2 separate regions of the Mus musculus genome follow, and region 2 is linked to region 1. Evidence: chromatin contacts called from public Hi-C data. All regions are on one chromosome and are shown on one strand. Each heading gives the region's core, a stretch centred on a gene start, on an enhancer-like site or on the middle of the called end of the contact. The rest is flanking DNA. Distances are from core to core; before and after follow the strand shown.

The links. Hi-C and Micro-C count contacts between places; a contact is called where the count stands out from the background.
Region 2: a contact with region 1 is called in a Hi-C map of cerebral cortex, with 2.1 times the contacts expected there. The contact joins two enhancer-like sites. A contact is called at or near these places in 3 of 484 Hi-C or Micro-C datasets (cerebral cortex and cortical neurons).

Annotation. Positions count from the first base shown.
Region 1 is chr9:27,507,887-27,510,751 of GRCm38.p6, reverse strand. No RefSeq gene overlaps it. Among named protein-coding and RNA genes, the nearest start is that of Gm30791, 9.6 kb to the left of the region's middle. Within about 2 kb of position 1,376, at least 6 of the 459 cell types and tissues checked have an H3K27ac peak or open chromatin away from gene starts, as enhancers often do. A contact at or near this core is called in cerebral cortex and cortical neurons, where this site is marked.
Region 2 is chr9:28,225,024-28,227,888 of GRCm38.p6, reverse strand. The region is part of intron 1 of Opcml (opioid binding protein/cell adhesion molecule-like); the gene reads right to left. Among named protein-coding and RNA genes, the nearest start is that of Gm39313, 170 kb to the left of the region's middle. Within about 2 kb of position 1,453, at least 10 of the 459 cell types and tissues checked have an H3K27ac peak or open chromatin away from gene starts, as enhancers often do. A contact at or near this core is called in cerebral cortex and cortical neurons, where this site is marked.

The DNA.
Region 1 (2,865 bases), core at 127-2,626:
CCAACCCCTTGTTCTTCCTTTTTGACAATAAGCATTATATTGGCTAGTGTTTGTCACCTTGACACAAACTAACGTCATTTGGGGAAATGGAACCAAATCAGATAATTGCCTGGACCAATTGACCTATGGCGTATGCAGGGAAACATTGTCTTAATTGCTAATTAACATAGGAGGTCCCTGGTCACTGAGGGCAGTGATCTTCCTAGGCAGACTCATCTGGGCTTTGCATGAAAAGGAGTTGTCCTCATGGAGAACAAGCCAGTAAGTAATTTTCCCCCATGGTCTCTGCTTCAGCCCCTGTCTCCAGGTTTCCTGGTTTCCTTTGGTGATGAACTGTAACCTGTAAGACAATAAAGCCCTGATCCCCCAATTTGGTTTTGCTCCATGTATTATCATAGTAACTAAGGTTCTTAAGCCTTTGGTTTTCTGAGCCAGGCTTCCAGCATCCCCATGTCTCTAGCTCACAGATACCCTGTCATGGGACTTAGCCATCATAATCATGTGAGCCACATCCCTCAATAAATTGCTTCTCATATATCTATAAACATATATCACCCATCTGTCTCTGAGGAGTCCTGATTGATATACTGGTGGTCATCGTTTGAAAGAGTCATGACTACTCTGGTTCCCTTCAATCGATGGAAAGGTCAGACAGGTTCAACCAATGTGAGAGAGGACTGAAGGTAGAGGCGGGGAGACCAACAGGGAAGAAGCGCAGGTTCTTCTGAGACAGGAGTTCTCTAGCTGAAGACTTTATTCCAGGCGGCAGTTCAACCACTTCATAGAAGTTGACCTACTTAGTTCCCGTGAGAACAGCTGGGAAGGGATTCGCAGACAAGAATGCTGAACAGGGCTCAGAGCGCTGGAGTGGCTGACAAAGCAACAGAGCCATTGCGGTGAATTGCACTTGAGCTCAGGTCTCTATGAAACACCAAGTTCTGAAACCCAAACCATATTTATGGCAATCAAACGGCCTCACTCTTCCTCTTGGTGAGAATACAACTTAACCGTTAGAAAATGGCCTAAAATACAGAATTACAGAGCCTCTAAGATGTCACTCTAAGCCAACTCTTTCTGCCATTATATTAAGCCAACTCTTTCTGCCATTATAGAAAGTTAAAATATAATGGGCAAAAGTTTGGTTTCTCATTCTCTCTCTCTCTCTCTCTCTCTCTCTCTCTCTCTCTCTCTCTCTCTCTGTCTCTCTCTCTCTCTCTCTTTCTCCCCCCTCTGTTCTTCCCTCCTGTAGTGAGTGAAGTCACTCCATTTTTGCCAACTCATTTCCCCCCCCCACCCCCACCTCTTCACTCTCTTGCCTTCTGATCTTCAGCAATGTATTCATGTATTCATTTAAAAGTTCTGTCTCTGCTAAAGCCGGTGCCGCTTGTAATTGCTGGCGGCCAAAAGCTGTTCTGTTTTTTCTGGCTGAGAGTACTAGGCAATCATCAGCTGTAATTATTTCGAGTCTTGTTACAGATGGAACTTCGAGGTTTTCAGTCTTAAACAGAATTCATTATTCAAATGTCTCCAGAATTGACAGGAAGGGGTTCAGGGCAAGGCTTTGGTGAACTTAGGAACTATAGAAGGTCCAGAAGAGAAGGGCTGTCTGCTTCGTCAGGCATCCTGGTGGCTACATGGAACCTCACATGCTCCTGTCATCATCTCAGCCTTGGACTCCAGGTCCTTCCTTTTAAGTTAGCTGTTTCTACACCAGGAATGATGCAGAAACACCACTGACCTTCCCAGCTCCAAACCCACACCACCTTATGTACTTGTAACTCCAAGAGGTACACTGACTTCCTTCATTAGAACCCTTGTACCTTAGCCACGTGCTTCCTGGAAACAGAACTCGGTTGAGAAACTGCATGACCCGAGACCTCTGAGAGAAAAGCAAATCTGTGTACCATCAGCATCCTAGCAACAGATTCCAATCCAACTTGAGACACTTGTAGGAGTGGTTACCTGTTTCCTCCGGAGTGTCCTACAGGCTGTGTGAAGTATTGCTCTCACTCCCCAATCAGCTCTACAGACTTAGGGGGCACACTGCCTTAAGAGTGGATAACGGGGGGCAGAAAGGTCTCTTCTTAGGCTGGCATGCAGCTCAGTGGTACAGTGCTTGCCCAGCATGCATAAGGCCTACAGCGATCCCCCAGGAATGTAAAAGAAAAGTGTTTAAGGTGTCTCTCTGAGACTAGGGTGATGGCTTGTTCACTAAAGAGTTTGCTGAGCAAACATGAAGACCAGAGTTTGTATCCCCTGTGTTCACAAAGGAGGACGAGGAAGGAAAGGGGAGGGAGAGAGAGGGAGGGGAGGAAGAGGGAGGGGAGGAAGAGGGAGGGGAGGGAGAGGAAAAGGAGGAGGAGTGGAGGAGGAGGGGGGAGGAGGAGAAGGAGGAGAACAAAGAAAAGAAAGGAAAGGAGGAATAGAATTGAAGACCCAGAAATGAACCCACACACCTATGGTCACTTGATCTTCGACAAGGGAGCTAAAACCATCCAGTGGAAAAAAGACAGCATTTTCAACAAATGGTGCTGGCACAACTGGTTGTTATCATGTAGAAGAATGCGAATCGACCCATTCCTCTCTCCTTGTACTAAGGTCAAATCTAAATGGATCAAGGAACTCCACATAAAACCAGAGACACTGAAACTTATAGAGGAGAAAGTGGGGAAAAGTCTCGAAGATATGGGCACAGGGAAAAAATTCCTGAATAGAACAGCAATGGCTTGTGCTTTAAGATCGAGGATTGACAAATGGGGCCTCATGAAACAGCAAAGCTTCTGCAAGGCAAAAGACACCGTCAATAAGACAAAAAGGCCACCAACAGATTGGGAAAGGATCTTTACCTATCTAAATCAGATAGGG
Region 2 (2,865 bases), core at 204-2,703, 720 kb before region 1:
TCTCTATTTTCTGCTCAATTTTGCTATGAACTAAAAATTTCCTGAAAGATTAAAATTTTAAACAACTCTGCAGCCAAGGAGAATTACTTAGGGAACCAGACAATCTCTTAAACATATACTATGCAGGGAGGGGACTCTTCTAAACATTAGTGTGAGTTTAACTTTGCCTATTAAAGTGTGTATATGTGTGTGTGTGTGTGTGTGTGTGTGTGTGTGTGTGTGTGTGTGTGTTGCAGATAGAAACCTTGACATCTCTCTAAATCAGACAAATTGATGGCCATAGAGGATGAACCAGTAGAGGGTAGAGTATTGCTCAGAGCTCACAGTGGAGATCCAGCACATCCTTGGGTAGTTGAGAAAAAGCTGAGCAGAAGCTGCTGAGGAAATGGCCTGTTGGATTATCGTCATAATTTCTCATATTTTAGTGCACAAGTAAGATCTTAATGAGAATAATTTTGATATTTCAAATTAGCAATAAAGCCACATTGTTGTTATATTTAAACGGCAATTTGTGGTTTTCTAAATTAAGCAGGCATTTTAAACATATATCAATCTAGTCTTATTATAGGATCACTGGAGCTCTGTGCACTGAACAACCTTTACACATCATCTGGAACACTTAAACAGAGGGGGAGACTGCTATCACCAAAAATCTACACGGCACATTCAGATTGGTTAAAAAATAAAATCTCAAGTCTCCCTCCATCTTAAAAATTGTTCTCTCTATATTAGAAAGCCTCTGGAAGACTAAGAGACTCAACAATGGTTTGCATTCACTTTTCTGGTTTGTGGCAGATTTTGTGAGAGTTGGATCAAAGGAGGGACAGACATGGAGGTACGGATTTGAATAACAGAAAATCTAAGTGGAAAACAGCAAGGTAAAGATGTTTTCTTCAACAGTAGAGCATTATATTGGAGTAGATATTTTTCACTTTGTATTGTTCCACACAGTGTTCCTTCATAAGACTTTACATGTTGCCATGTTAAAATGAATTTCATTGTGTTCCAATCAATGAATCTCCCTGCTTGCTATCACCTACAGACCTGCCTACCAGCCACAGTCTTGGCTATCCCCCAGTGCCGGGCTGTCATGACGTAAGTTAAAGTCGCTGGTGTCTGTCCAAGTGTTCATTTGAGGTAGCTGGGAAATGTCACCTACCCCCGGATAATTTAAAAATTCCTCACTCTCTCTTTCTCCCCATGCTCTGAAATTACCTCCAGCTTATTTGTCTGGCTAGAGGTTAATGGAACACTAATGATGTTAATGAGCCTTTCACGGGGAAAGTTTTTTCAAGAAAGAGATATAATAGCTGTTTTCCTTCCCTTTTAATCTTTTTCATCATTTAAGAGTTACAGGCTGAGACAATTAGCAAGTTGCACAGAGCTTGGTCTCCCTGCTCAGTCACAGCCCAGTGGGGCAAAAAGCGGGCGCTGATTAGAGAGCTTCTCCTGTCCACAGGTGAGAGAGTGTGGATGGATGGAACATGCCGCTTCCTGCCAGAAGGCACAGTGCTATTCAGGGAGAAAGGGGGAAATTAACAATCTGTTCACGAAGCTCCTCTGTGGCAGATTGACTGAGTGCAGGCGTTACCCAGAATGCAGAAGAACTACCACCACTTGACCCTCCTTCCCTCCATGAGATGGAGATTAGGGAGAAGAGCTGCGAACCTCATAGAGTTTGGAGTCTGATCACCCAAGCATCCAAATATTTAGTTACTTAAAGAGAATTCACTCTACACTCATAGGATTCCAGAGAAAGATGAAGGATTTTTATACGACAAGTTAGTTAGCAATATTTCCCAATTTCTTGGGCATCCTTCCATTCTGTGATGTTTTGGCATGCTGCCTCTTTACGCTTTGAAAGTATACATAGATGCATATGGTAATTAAAACAAGAACTCATAGTGCTGCTGAAATGGAAAAACATTGAAAGTAAAACATGTCCAAGATTTGAGCCAATCTAGATTGTGACTCAGCTGGCATTCCTTTTTATTTTTGGTGAAAAGGCCCAAAATGCCTTCAGCAAATGCCTTAAGAAAACCAGGGCACTCACTCAAGGGGAAGAACTCCGAGAGCAGCATTTCTCTTTTCTCAGATTGTTGATTTCTTTTGTCTCCAAAAGTGGATTTTAATTAAATGAATCATGATTCATAATCAAGGTATAGAGAAAAATACTAAACGCTCAAATCAAAATCAGGAATTGTGGGCACAATTCTCCTAGAAAGGTCATTCTCTGTCAGAACCCAACCATTAATGCCAGCTAACCCAAGGTGTAACACAAAGCAAGATATTAATAGGCCAACATAATTTTGAACAAATTACAGGTTATAGATGTAAAATGGGTTGCTGGGCCCATTAAGAATTTTCTATGTATCTTTAAACTTTATGGTTCTGACAAAGGCCTGGGAAGTCAAAAATCAACCAAAGGTTTGTGGCCAACCTACACTGTGCAGCCCATCTACTTGTGCTTTGGAGAGGTGATGATGGTCCAGATGGAACAGGAAGTGTAGGGCTGTAAATGCAGAGTTAAATGCATGCCTGGAGTAAATAAGATTTAACCACTCATGGTGCGGCATGAAGTACAAGGCTCAAGGGAGAGAAGCGGTTATTCAGATGAAGCTTAGTGGCTAACAAAGGGCATTGCTGAGGAGGCTGTAAAATATAAGTAATGTTAAGATAACAAAACGATATGCAGAGCGGATGTCTACAAGCAGGAGGCAAAGAAAAGATAGGGTTTCAGGATATCCACCAGTGATCCACAGAAATCAGAGCCACTCTGAGTGCCATCGAACATATGGACAGAAATCAGATGAAACTCACCAAAGATAAAAGGCTTGACTTAGATTTATTTGCCCAAATTCAGAA